2 separate regions of the Oryza sativa genome follow, and region 2 is linked to region 1. Evidence: chromatin contacts called from public HiCAR-type data. All regions are on one chromosome and are shown on one strand. The core of a region is the stretch at or near the end of the contact, and the rest is flanking DNA. Distances in the headings are between cores, read along the strand shown. Region 1 holds the start of LOC4337834 (translocase of chloroplast 101, chloroplastic). Region 2 holds the start of LOC4337844 (E3 ubiquitin-protein ligase IPI1-like).

Evidence for each region. HiCAR-type assays count read pairs that join an accessible place to other places.
Region 2: a contact with region 1 is called in a HiCAR-type map of leaf, with 3 times the contacts expected there. The contact joins the promoter of LOC4337844 here to the promoter of LOC4337834 in region 1. A contact is called at or near these places in 1 of 15 Hi-C or Micro-C datasets (seedling) and 1 of 4 datasets of contacts at active chromatin or transcription factors (leaf).

What each region holds. Positions count from the first base shown.
Region 1 is chr5:2,993,130-3,000,113 of ASM3414082v1, reverse strand. LOC4337834 (translocase of chloroplast 101, chloroplastic) reads left to right here and starts at 4,258. Exons shown (of 2, transcript XM_015783735.3): 1 at 4,258-5,260; 2 at 5,351-6,984. The coding sequence starts at 4,385.
Region 2 is chr5:3,210,415-3,217,398 of ASM3414082v1, reverse strand. LOC4337844 (E3 ubiquitin-protein ligase IPI1-like) reads left to right here and starts at 3,073. Exons shown (of 6, transcript XM_015784873.3): 1 at 3,073-3,481; 2 at 5,156-5,325; 3 at 6,188-6,246. The coding sequence starts at 3,295.

The DNA.
Region 1 (6,984 bases), core at 3,009-5,508:
CGATATCGGTATATTCCCGTTCCGACGGTTCCGTTTCCGAGATACCGATATAACCGATATCGTTACCGTTTCCGAGTATACCGTTCCGATTCCATTTTCGAGAAAATAAAATGAAAATGGAAATGGTAGAGGGTTTTTCCGACCGTTTCCGACCGTTTTAATCCCTAGCTGAGATGAGCTTTAGCTACCGATGAGTGTCTTGAGCTGAGAAGCCAATTATGTAAAGGGTCCGAGAAAGATTGTGATCACAGTCGCGGTTTGATAGACTCCACCAAAGCCCAAAGTTTTAGGTCTTGTTTTGCTCAGAACCGATTGGTCTTGAGTTTTTCATGACAAAAATTTCATAAATTAAGACCGAAGAAACAAGAACATACTAATTTTTTGGTACCAAGAGTCTGGATGATTTTTTTTTCGCTTCATCCAAAATATGTGTAACAGATCAGTAGTGGCACTTAAAGGCCTGTATTAAGAATATTATTCTAGACAATCTGCACAACTATTTCTTAAAAGCTATCTAAAAACTTTTGTGCTGTTTAAAATTTGAAAGCCTCATCCCTCATCATCTTTTAAGAAAATAAATACATCTCTTTTTACTTCATCCAAAATATGTGTAAAAGATCAGTAGTGGCACTTAAAAGCTTGTATTAAGAATATTATTCGAGACAAACTGCACAACTATTTCTTAAAAGCTAGAAGTAAAACCAATTTTGATTTTAAGAATGATTTTGGATAGTTTTCTTACTTGTGAGTTGGCCAACTAATCAAAGAGGCGCAAGGAACCCTAAGGTACAAATCAATTTCTAAAATTCAAAATCAGCTTTAGTTTTTATAAGGAAAAGTAAAACCAAACGCGGTGAAATCATGAGAACACAATGGCAGCACACATCGAATGACACTCCTGGCTTCAGCTTTCTCCCCTGTGCCCTGAACTTGTCCAGTTTTGCCCTGTATACATTGTTACCGATAATTGGCCTTGTTCCCTGCAGTGCAGCTGCTGCAGAAGAACACGCCAAGCACTAGAGCTAGTTGATGGCTTTATCCATTACTAATTCGCTGCATATTTTATGTGTGCTGACACAGTTAATTGGCTTAGGCCCTGGAGGCCTGGAGTCCAGTTGTTCAGGGCTTCAGGCTTGGCTGCCAGATGCATCCCCTCTGAACTTTTCTCTGATGGGGCAGCTATTCAGCTGTTGCTAGTGCTGTGTTTTTGCCCTTTCAATGCCAAAACGGACAAGACAAAAAAACAGCATCATTGGCTGGGAACTGTTATTTTTTCTTTCTTCCCACTGATCTTCAGGCTTGGAATTTGAATCTATATCTTTTGGTGTTATTATTAGATGGAAGGTATATATATCAAAGGAAAGAAGGATTCTAATTGGTGTGCTCAGTCAGCACCGAGATATCAGTCATGGTTATGAACACAGTTAATTTCAGAATATGCATAAGAACATGGACAGCAATTCTGTCCTTTCTTTTTCAGCTTGGATGGTATTCTTGGGTCTATGAACTCTGAACATTGGGTGCTCCATAAGCTGAAAACAGTATCTTTTAAATTTCCACCGATTCTCAGATGTCCACTCTCTTTATTAATTATATATTAATTCTTAGGTGAAAAGTATATGTATATATATCAAATGAGATATGGATTCTAATTGGGATTCCCAATAATCAACGACATATATGTCAAGTTTGTGGGCATTTCCAGAATATGCAGTGTAAGAACATGGATATAATATTCAACTAATCTGTTTTTGCAGCAAGGATGATATTCTTGGGTCTCTTGAAAAGAAACTGAGTTCAGTTGGTTGACGGTTTCGATATACGCCCGAACCACCCGCACTCAGGGTTCAAAGTTTCAATTTCGATAGTTCTATCAGGGGCACCCATACGGCCGAAATTTCGGTTATTTCGATCCAAAATAATTTTATTTTTTCAAAAACAAAATGGCCAGATTCGAATATTTTTGTAAAATACACAAATGTTTGAGAAAATCTAAAAATTTGGGTGAAATAATTTCGTATTTGGGGGGGGGGGGGGGGCGAAGTGGGGGGGTCCAAAAGAACTGGAATTTTGAACCCTGCCCACACCACTACAAAGGGGTTTAAACTGATAGCCATAATCAATTATCGCAAGTGGTTGAAGTGTCCGCTAATAACGAAATTAGCCTTCAGGAATGCATATATTGATAGCCATAATCAATATATATATGTTTCATGCTACTCCTGACACATGTTTGGAGATGGGCGATTAATTCAGCTTAATTGATGTTTGCCTGAGGATGCCCTGATGCTTCTTGCCTTCTTGCAATGCTGGAAACATGGACAGCTTGCTTTAGGGTCATCATTAGTTTTTATCAGCTTTGGAGTCATCATTATTATTTTAATAACTGTGTAATCCTCGAACAAGCTTTGCTTGATCCAATGGGAAGGCATCTCGACACATGTGTATCAGAGGGGACTGTACAACAGAGATGTACTGTAACCTAGCTAGGGCTTGATTGGAACAAACGAATTTTAGTAGGAATTTCAAACTGGTGTATATATCTGTTTAGAAGGTATAGCAAATTGATGTATAAAAAGGCTAGCTCTTTCTGGATCATCTAATTCATACTTCCTCTATACTCGTATTATAAGTCGTTTAGAACAATGTTTAAGTCAAACCTTGAGAATATAAATCATGAATAATTATTAAGTTGTTGAGTTTGAAAATGTAAAAATTATATAAATATATTTGTTTTGAAAACTATTTTCATAAAATTATACATATATCACTTTTCAATAAATATTTTTATAAAAACAAGAAGTCAAAGTTGTGTTTTGGAGAATGTGTCACTGTCCAAAACGACTTCCTATACGAGTATGAAGGGATTATATTGCTAAGAGTTAGCCCTGACCAATATTTCTATTTTGCACATGTTTTGCACAATATGAACCAAAATCTATATATATCTCATTGGTATAGAACTATAGATTTATGGACTCAATAAAAATTAATAACCCTATAAAGGTCATTTCTCAACTTATTGCAATCTTATTCTCGTTATAGATCTATGGACTCAATAAATTAATATCCATGATAAGGTCCTTATTGCAACTTATTACAATCTTACATTTTTAATATTTGATTATATACCTTCCCTTTAGACAAAAAATAAGGATATATTCTCATTTGCCCATGACATGTAGGGTTTGACATGTGGGCTAGGAGTGTAAATTCTTAATTTCAAGATAAATGAAGGTACAATCAAATTTTACCCAAGAAAACATAGTTTCAAAATCATTGGTTTTACCCATAAAAATTCATTGGTTTTATTGATTTCAAAATTTTGTACACTTTTTACTTCAAGGGAATACTGGTCTTTGCTTAAAAGTTAGCTACCACCCTTGACTGTGAATCTGTGATAGCAAAAGAGAGATGAACACTACCACAAGATTAGTAAAAAGAGAAGTGCACATTTCGATCATTTATAGAAGAGATAATGTGTTTCAAACTTCCAATTATCAGTAAAAGCAAAGTCTTCTAGGCAACACCAAAACCATCAAAATCGAAAACCAGTTGGAAGTTGGAACAGGCAAAAAAAAAAATCTAGAGAAGATATTTTTGACACTCCTTCCCTTCAACTACAAGACAAACCAAACCAAAGCCCCACCCTAGCACGAAATCAAAAAAAAAAAGAAACAAAGAACCACACAAACATACAAACAAAGGTAAACGTAAACGCAAAAAAAAATCAAAAAAATTTCACCTTATCGTCACGCTCTCCCTATTTTTTTTCCCCTTTTCTTTGCTTCCTCTCTCGTCTCACCACCACACCCCCGGCGTGTCCGCCGTTCCAAAACCGCACGCCAAAACAGAAAACCAAATATTTGTCTTCACAATAAAAAAAAAACCTTTTTCAATTTTGAGGAGAAGAAAACCAAATCTTTTTCTTCACAACAAAAGAAAAACTTTGTTTCAATTTTGAGGAGAAGTCGAGGGTAAGAAATCGAAGAGCAGACAGCTATATATATATATATATATATATATATATATATATATATATATATATATAAAGAACACACAAAAAAATATTTTTATTCTTTTAGCAAAGGAGAAAAAAATCGAAGAGCATATACTGGTGAGATTAGATATAACTATTTTATTTTCTTCAGAAGAAGAACATTTTCTTTTGTAGGAAAAGCAAAGGGTGAAAAGAAAAATCGAAGAGCATCCCATCCCATCCAGCTATATATAGATTGGGAATTTGGGATTTGATACAAAGTACTAATTTTGAGCCCAACCTAAAACCCTCACCTTATCCTCTCCTCCGATTCCTCCTCCTCCTGCTTCTCTTCTTTGCTTCGCCTTCGCTTTGCTTGTGGTGGCCGGAGCAACAGCCCCGGCCATGGCCTCCACCACCGACGCCGACGCCGCTCCGGTCGCCCCCGTGCTCGAGGAGAAGCCCCCCACCCCGCCGCCTGACGGCGACGAGGTCCCTTCTGCTCCTGCGGCGGCGGCGGCGGCGGAGCAACCCAAGGTAGTCGAGGAGGAGGAGGTGAGATTGGAGGGGAAAGGTGGGGGGTTCGGTGGCCAGGAGGTGGAGGTGGCCGGAGACGGGGAAGATGGCGGCGAGGTGGAGGTGGCGGAGGCTAAGGATGAGGGAGGCGGCGGGGAGTTCGCCGGGGGAGATGCGAAAGCTGCCTCCTCGTTGTTGGCGGCGGCGGCGGAGGAGGAGGAGGAGGAGGAGGCGAGCAACGGCGAATTGGGTGAGGAGGATGCTTATCCGGCTTCCTCCGATGCCGCGGTAGGTGAGGAGAAGGGCGAATTGGGCGAGGAGCCGGAGGAGAAGGCTCCGGCTCTGGCTCCGGAGGCGAATGGCGCCGCCGAATCGGATGTGGAGGAGAAGCCGGAGGAGGATAACGAGGGGGAGGAGGTGGCTACTGGGGGTGGGGATGATGGTGAATTGGGAATGGAGAAAGAGGTTGATGTTTCTGCTGGGGCCGCGGAGGCGCCGCAGCCGGAGGATAAGGTAGCTCCTGAAGCTGAAGCTAATGGAGATTTGGGCGACAAGGCGGAGGAGGAAGCGAGTGCTTCGGCGGCGGTGGAGGTGGTGGAGGAGAGCAATGCTCCAGAAGAATTGTTGGAGAAGGCTGTGGTTTCGGAGGCAAATGGCGTGGCTGCCGCCGTCGAATTGGCTGTGGAGGAGAAGCTAGAGGATAACAAGGGAGAGGAGGAAGAAATGGAGGCGAAGCCTGAGCCAGTAAGCGGGGTGATTCCAGTGGTAATTGATCTTGCTCAGTGTAGTTTTTTTTGTTTCTAAATAGTTTTGATACATACAAGGATGTTGAATTATTCGTATGACCGAATCCAGGTTGTTGACGACACTAGCTCCGAGATGATTGCGCCTGTGAGTGCCGAAAGTGCAGTTGAAGAGAGTACTGAGAAGGAGCAAACTGTTGACGACACTAGCTCCGAGATGATTGCGCATGTGAGTGCCGAAAGTGCAGTTGAAGAGAGTACTGAGAAGGAGCAAACTGTTGAAAGCGAGGCCAGTGAATCTGTGGAGATTGTTGGTGTTGAGAAGCCTACTGAGGATGAGAGTAATGTTGATGGCGGTGCTAGTTCTGTTGTGTCTCGAGAATTGGCTCCAGAGGAAACCAAGGAAAATAATGTTGGTCAGGAGGATGAAGGTGTTGCTGAGGTTATTGACCGTGAAGAAGACGCTGATGATGATGAAGAGATAGTTTTAGCTGCAGCTGATGATGAAGATGATGGTACTAACGAGGCTGATGACGATGAAGATGGAGTGAGCTCTGACAGGGGGCCTGCACGAGTTGCTATTATAGAGAGTTCAGAAGCTGCGAAGCAGATCATGAAGGAGCTTGGGGAAGGTTCTGCTAGTGTTAGTCCTGTATCTGGCTTGAGCAGCTCGAGAGAGTACACTAATAGCATGGATGGGCAGATTGTCCTTGATGATTCTGAGGAGGATGGGGATGATGACGATAATGAAGATGACGATGAGAAGGGGTTTGATTCTGCTGCCTTGGCTGCCCTGCTGAAAGCAGCAACTGGTGCATCTGCAGACGGGAATGTCACAGTTTCTTCCCAAGATGGCTCTAGAATCTTCTCCATGGATCGGCCAGCTGGCCTGGGCTCATCAGCCCCATCTCTCAGGCCAACAGTCCCACGCCCAGTTGCACGGTCAAACCTATTCAGCCCCTCTGAGCTAGCAGTGACTGCTGAGCCTACTGAGGAGATGACGGAGGAAGAGAAGAAGCTGCATGACAAGGTTGAGTTGATCCGAGTAAAGTTTCTGCGCCTTGTCTATAGATTGGGGGCTACTCCTGAAGAAACAGTTGCAGCACAGGTGTTGTACCGTCTGAGCCTTGCTGAGGGTATTCGACACGGAAGGCAGACAAACCGAGCTTTCAGCCTTGACAATGCACGGAAGAAGGCCATGCTGCTTGAAGCGGAGGGAAAAGAGGAGTTGAACTTCTCATGCAACATACTTGTTTTGGGGAAGATAGGGGTCGGAAAAAGTGCAACTATAAATTCAATTTTTGGTGAAGAGAAGTCCAAAACTGATGCTTTCAGTTCAGCCACCAACAGTGTACGGGAGATTGTTGGTAATGTCGATGGTGTCCAGATACGGATCATTGATACTCCAGGCCTTCGACCCAATGTGATGGACCAAGGATCCAACAGAAAAATCCTCGCTTCTGTCAAGAAATATACCAAGAGATGCCCCCCAGATATTGTTCTGTATGTGGACCGCCTGGATAGTCTGAGCCGTGATCTCAATGATTTGCCTCTTCTAAAGACCATTACTTCTGTTCTGGGCTCATCTATATGGTTCAATGCCATTGTTGCTCTCACTCATGCTGCTTCCGCCCCTCCTGAAGGTCTAAATGGTGCCCCTATGACATATGAGGTGCTAATGGCTCAGAGGTCTCACATTATCCAGCAATCCATCAGGCAAGCTGCAGGAGATATGCGGTTGATGAA
Region 2 (6,984 bases), core at 1,824-4,323, 220 kb before region 1:
AAAAATGGGTTAATCTGATATTTTATAACAACTTTCATATATAAAATTTTCACACGAAATACACTATTTAGCAGTTTGAAAAATGTGCCATTTTAATCCAAACGTTTATCCTCTAATTTTAGAGGAAACGAACAGGGCCTTACAGCTTCATTTTTTCGCTTATACTTATATTTATCAGCCAAATTTTAAATTTTCATCTTAATTTGGAGTTGATTTTGAGGTTTTCCCATCGAAATTTATTTTTCAGTCTTTGCTTTTAGATCGATAAGAACTTGATCTTTATATATAAAAATTGCTCTAAAATATCATATTAATCTATTTTCCAAATTTGTAATAATTAAACTCAATCAATGTTAATACTACCTCGTTTTGCGTAAAAAACTTAATCTTTATCTCCATTTTCAGAAGAAAAGAACACCAAGTCAGTGAGTCACTATATTTCTTTCACCAGGAAAGTAATGTTACCTTACCTTTGTTTTTTTTCCAAATCTATAGCGTCAACTTTTTTTTTAGTTTGGTCTCTAATTTATTTTAAATCATTTAAATATATTCTTAAAAAATGTACTCCCTCTTGAAAAAAAATACGTATTCCATATCATCAGACACACTCGGTGCAACTTGTTTGTTAGAAACGACAAATAATATTGACTCCACGGAGTATCACTAAATATGCTTTCAGTTATTCTTTTAGATCGATAAGAACTTAATATTTATATATGAAAGTTACTCTAAAATATTATATTAATTTATTTTTGAAGTTTGTAATAATTAAAACTCAATTAATCATACGTTAATACTACCTCGTTTTGCGTAAAATACTTAATCTTTTATCTTCATCTTTAGAAGAAAAGAACATCAATTCACTATATTTCTTTCATCAAGAAAGTAATGTTATCTTACCTTTGTTTTTTTTCAAATCTATAGCGTCAACTTTTTTTAAATTTGGTCTCTAATTTAGTTTAAATCATTTAAATATATTCTTAAAAGATGTAATCCCTCTTGAGAAAAAATACGTATTACGTATGATGAGACACACTAGGTGCAACTTGCTTGTTGGAAACGACGAATAATATTGACTCCACGGAGTATCACTAAATATGCTTTCAGTTATTCTTTTAGTCTAAATTATAAAAAAGTTTGCACGGATCAAAGTCAAACATGAGAAAGGTGAAGTAAAAATGTAAAGTTAAAAAAAAAGAGAAGAGAAACGTAATAAAAGGACCTCTTGCTCGAGTGTAGCACGTCAAACTTGTGACGCACGGCGTGGTGGTGGCCCCCAGTAAAAACTAAAAAACGGCTCAGCTCGCTCACCTCACACACCACCGACGCGCGGTAAAACCCGTGGGCTAGCTACTCCTGGTGTAACAACCCTACCTCCCCCCACCACTGCCACGTGGGCCCCACACCAACCGACCCCACATGTCATCCACCGCGTGTACGCCTCTCCCCGCCGCCGCCGCTTCCTTCCCCCCGTACCACGCGCGGCCCACCACCGGCCCACCGGTTTCGCACATGGGCTTTCGTCTAGGGACACGCCCGCGTGCGTGGGCCGTCGGATGGCGATCGGACGGCTCGTGATGCTGACGCGTGTTGCTACGAAAGGCTGGAAAGGGGAGGATGGGGGGTGGTAGGCGAGCGGTAGTAGTACGGCCCTTCGCTTCTCTTTGAATGCTGTGACGTTAGCGGTGACATTTTTGCGTATACCACCCTGGGTTTTGTTGTAATAGTGAGGGAGTCCTTACTTGGATGCTACTCTAGTAACTCCCAGGGGTAACATGTGGCACCATCCAGCTAGCTATTATTGGCACAAGGAATATACACACGTGATATATATAGTTTGGTCAAAGGTATTTTTTTGAACCCCTCTGCTCTTCAACATATATATGTGCAAAACGATGGATTTTTTTAGGTTAACTCAAAATGAAATATAAGGGCCTTGGTTTCTTTCGAGTTTATATAATGTTTCTCTGGTTTGTGTTACGATGATCTTAAATAAATATAAAGAGTTCAACAATCTTATCTAATTAAGTTAGGTACAGTGAGCTTGACACTATGTCCGAGTTTTGCTTGCATTAATTAGCTATGTTTGATCAACTTTTAAAACTAGTTTTGGTGTATACAGTTGATGATTTACAGAGATATGAAGTATGTAGTCCTCGCTAATTTTAGCCTCCTTGCTTTGAGTTGAGGCATGACGGGTATAGAGTTAGAGAGGCAACACATATCAAATAAAATGCACTCGTGCACACGCACTAGGAACACATATTTTTTTTTGACGGTACGTCTATAAGTGATAATTAATAAATATTATCTCCTTCATGTAAATATTGTACTCCACATATTATAACTCTTATACAATAGAGATTTTTTAAGATAATAGTAGTTTTGTCTCTCTTTGACATCTTGTTTCCCATAACCTAAAGATAATTATTAAACCATTTTTTTCTACTTATTAACTCACAAAGGAGATTTGCCTCCTATTTGGACCATCCAAATATATGGTTGCAAGCAAATGATAATTATTGCAAGTTCCTAACAAAATATTGTGTCGTATCTTATACCATATAAGCTAGCCCGACAACTTTACTATAACGCTTTTCATGTTATGACACCATGTATATTTTTGCCTCTAAACAATATTGCATTTAACCCGAGAAAACAAAATACCCCACTTCTAGAAAACAACCACTCGATCTTACAATCGCAAGAGAATGCTCCATCCGTTTCATTATTATAAGACGCTTGACTTTTTTTTGGTCAAAATCCTTTAGGTTTTATCAAATTTATAGAAAAAAATAGCAACATCTACAACACCAAATTAATTTTACTAAATTTAACATTGAATATATTTAGATAATATGTTAATATTAGTATATTTTTTTTACAAACCTAAAACGTTTGATTAAGACAAAAGTCAAGCGATTTATAATAATGAAACAAAGGGAGTAATAATAATAATAATAAATAAAAAGGGAAATAATTGGAAATAACAAAATCCGGAAGGGCCTATTCGTGAAACAGCCATTTATTCCCCTCCTCTCTTTTTCTCGAGCGTTTTTTTTTCCTCCTCCTATTCTAATTTCTCGTGGAGGCGAGCAGATAGACCAAGAGAGAGAAAGGAAGGGGAGCGACGAGGAGGAGGAGGAGGAGGACGCCGTGGGCGCGCGCGATCGATCCCCGAGAGCGCGGCAGATTCCGGCCGCCAGCGCGCCGTCCCCGGGGCGGCCGTCTCCGGTGCCGATTTGGTGGGATCCGGGCCGGAGAAGCACTGGTTGGTGAGGAGGGTGAGGGGGGATGGGTGCGAGGGAGGAGGTGAGGGAGGAGGAGGGGGAGGAGGGGGAGGGGGTGGGCGGGAAGGAGGAGGAGAAGGCGGCGGCCGCGGCCGCGGCGGTGTCGTGCTCGATCTGCCTCGACGCGGTTGTCGCCGCCGGCGGGGAGAGGTCCACGGCGAGGCTGCAGTGTGGCCACGAGTTCCACCTCGGTATGTATGTGGCTTTCGGATGATCTACAGATGTGTTATTGGTAGGGAATTGTAAGTTAGAGCACTAGAACTGCGATTTTTTTTGGACTCGCGCTGTCAATTTGATTTGGGTGAGGGTAGCTGTAAAATGTGATGCTTTTGTTAGGAATTGGGGCTGGACTTGGTGGGAATTAAGATAATTTTACGTCTTCTAGCTGTAATGGTGCAGAATTTTGGGCGATGGTTCGCATAGGTAGTGAGTGCCTTTTGGGGGTAACCATCAATGTTTTCCCCAGTGGGTGGGTGGGTTGGGGGATGAAAGGAAGATTTCGTGCTAAAATTGCTGGTATATAGGGTGAAATAGTCTGGCTGACATGCATCACAAATTTCCGGTACTGGCCTGGTCCGATGACTCGTAGAGTTTGCGGATTTGATCAGATACTATGAAAGAACATCAGAATAGCTTGAGCGGAGTTTCTTGATGGGTTCTTAGTTCAATGGAAGTTATGAAACAAAGCATCGGACCAAATAATTATTTTAGCCAGACAAGGAAATCAAGTAAATCACATCAGTTGGAAATTGATACTAACATGGAAACCAATGGAAGCAAACAGATAGAGCAAATATTGATCTTGAGATTGCGCTTCTCTATACCATGGTAGAGGCAGGTTGGCATGTTGAGCAGATAATAAATTGGCCCCTTAATACAACGATGGACCTATGCACCCACTGGTAACCTTTAAACAGGGCTGGCTTAGTGGACCAATGGTTTGACCCACCCATTTGGACCCCTGGATGAAAGTCTGTTTGGTTCCCAGGAATTTTTGGGGGTTATTGAGCTAGCTGTTCAATTTTAGTGAATGGTTGCACTTTGAAGGCTTGTCTGGAGGATTTAAAAATGTCCCATGGCATGCTTAGACCTAAACTTATAGGAAACTAAGGACGACACAGATTTGAATAGTTCAGTTTGATGGTTTCATTGAGCGTTGAGCCATAGTGACACTGACATACTGTAGTAGATAGGGTTTCCCTCTCTCCTTTTTATGCTGTACAAGGAATTAGGTGCAATCCTGAGAATATGTAGTTAACTGCAATCCTTGTTTCCTACTTTCCTGGAAATTACTCTTAGGTAATATTTTTTGTTGGAAGTCAGAACCATGTTTACATTCTATATATACTTGGTTCATGTTCTTTTACTGGTATCAAGTTTTATCTGGTCTGTTGTTATTTGGTAACAAGTTATCTTGATGGGATTGAGTTTTTGTCTTATAAGCTGTCAGCCGTGACGCATGAGCAAGGCAACAGAAAAATAATTTTAGTGCAGACTTCTATACTTCTACTCTTAGTGGTTAAAAGCCTAAGGCTGAAAAATAGAGAAGGATGGAAAAACATCTAAACTAATTCAAAATTAAGTTTCAAAACTCAAATTTGGCCGCAGCTTATAAGCTGCCGAGCTGCCAACAAGTTAGTATCAAATATGGACTGTCTTTTAGTTATCAAAATCCTTTAGATTTTCTAAGTTAACAAGCCTCAATGATCTTGGATTCACTTATTAACCACCATTGTTTTTTGTGCATTAGCAATGATTTTATTTGCTTTTTACATTTGTTAAGCGTATGATCTTCAAGTGGAAGTTTTGAATTTCTAGTATTTTCATTTATTACAACATTTTGATGATTGTGGCATTGTTTCCAGATTGCATTGGATCAGCATTTAATGCCAAAGGCGTTATGCAATGCCCCAACTGCCGCAAAATTGAAAAGGGGAACTGGCTCTATGCAAATGGTTCCCGACCCACACAAGATGTTAATATGGATGAGTGGGCTCATGATGAAGACCTTTATGATGTTAGTTACTCGGAGATGGTACGCAACCATGTTATCTTTAATTTTTTATTTGTTTTTGTTGTGAATTATCTTTTTCCTTTCTAATCTTTAATTTATTATTTGTTTTTGTTGTGAATTGTCTTTTACCTTTCTTGTTTGCCACATGCTATCCCATCATGTTTTTACTAGTTTACCTGATCATCAATATGGTTTCTTCGACTTGTTCTTTTCTTACAAATGATTCACTTGACTAAACCTTTTCTTTTGGAGACATCTGTGTTGCTACGTGAATATGTCTTCTATGCCGATATTCCCTTCAGATCAAGATCTTTAGTTATGGGCCTCTTGACAGCGGAATTCATTTATAATCGTTCTTATAGGTTGCCACTGGCAGCTTTTGTGAATTGCATTACTGTTGTTTTTCTGTTCTCCAATTTAGTCACTTGAGGCCATGTTCTCTCTGTGAAGAAAACAATATGGGAGTTTTGAACAAGTGCAGTGTGCATTCTTGCAAATGATCTAGATTCTAGTTCTTTTGTCAGTTGAAGGTTAAACTCGAGAGAAGTAATACATTAGAGGTCACAGCTGTTTTTTTATGTGTACACACTATGGTGCATCAGTACTGACTCCTTATTTACTTGAAGTAAATTTGTCATTTTCCCTATTATTATGCTTAACATTGTGCACAAAGTAATAATTCTGAGATGAAAGTTGTCACAGCTTATTCAATCATGCTACACATATGCACTAACTAATTGCATTTTCTAAAAGATTTATGCTACTTACATAGTTGGTTTTCATTATTATTGATTTTTCATTTTCTGTCATCATTTGAGCTTACGGAGGCAGTTACTCTAGATTCTGTTCTGAGTTCTGACAACAATGTATTTGAATTGTGCAGCCCTTTCGGTTTCACTGGTGCCCATTTGGTCGTTTGGCTCAACTTCCATCCTTCTTTGAGTATGTTCTGCAGTCTTCGCTTGAAATTGTGGTTTATCGTTTTATTTCACCTTTCCAATTGTCCAGTTCTATTTCTAGCTCAGCACTATAAGATCTTTCAAGTATAGTAATAATATAAAACACCATTGAATTTGCGGGTAGTGAAAATTGGTCTTATGAGGTACTATAACTAGATGTTGTATTTATGTTGGTCCATTAGCGATGCTATCTATACTCTATACTCCTCAAAAAGATTCCAATGGTGGTGGCATTGAATCTGCCACCCCACCCACTCCTTTTGTAGATTTTACATATTACCCCTTGAACTTTTAATGTTACATAACAACTAAATCTAGGTGGATAGCCACATATACAATTAAATTAAGGTGGGTATTCCCTATAACAAAAAGACGGGTAACATATACATTTCATGAAAAATATGTTATTGCTTATTTTAGGCAATATTATGAAAATATTCTTTTATCTATCCATAGCAAAGCATATGGGTATTTAGCTAGTGTTTTGAAAAATTAATAAGCAAATGAGTTAACTCTAGGACCTGTAATATCAACAATCTGTTTTAGGGAGGGATGAATATAAGGTGAATGGCCTTTCAATTCTCGGTGATGAAGTGCGGAACAATATACATTTTTTCTTAGGTTTAGTCCTATCATGATGCATTTGGTTTTTGACAATCTCCGTGCTAGTTCTCTTTCCATGAGACTCTAACTCTACTTTGCATGGATCTTCTGACAAGCC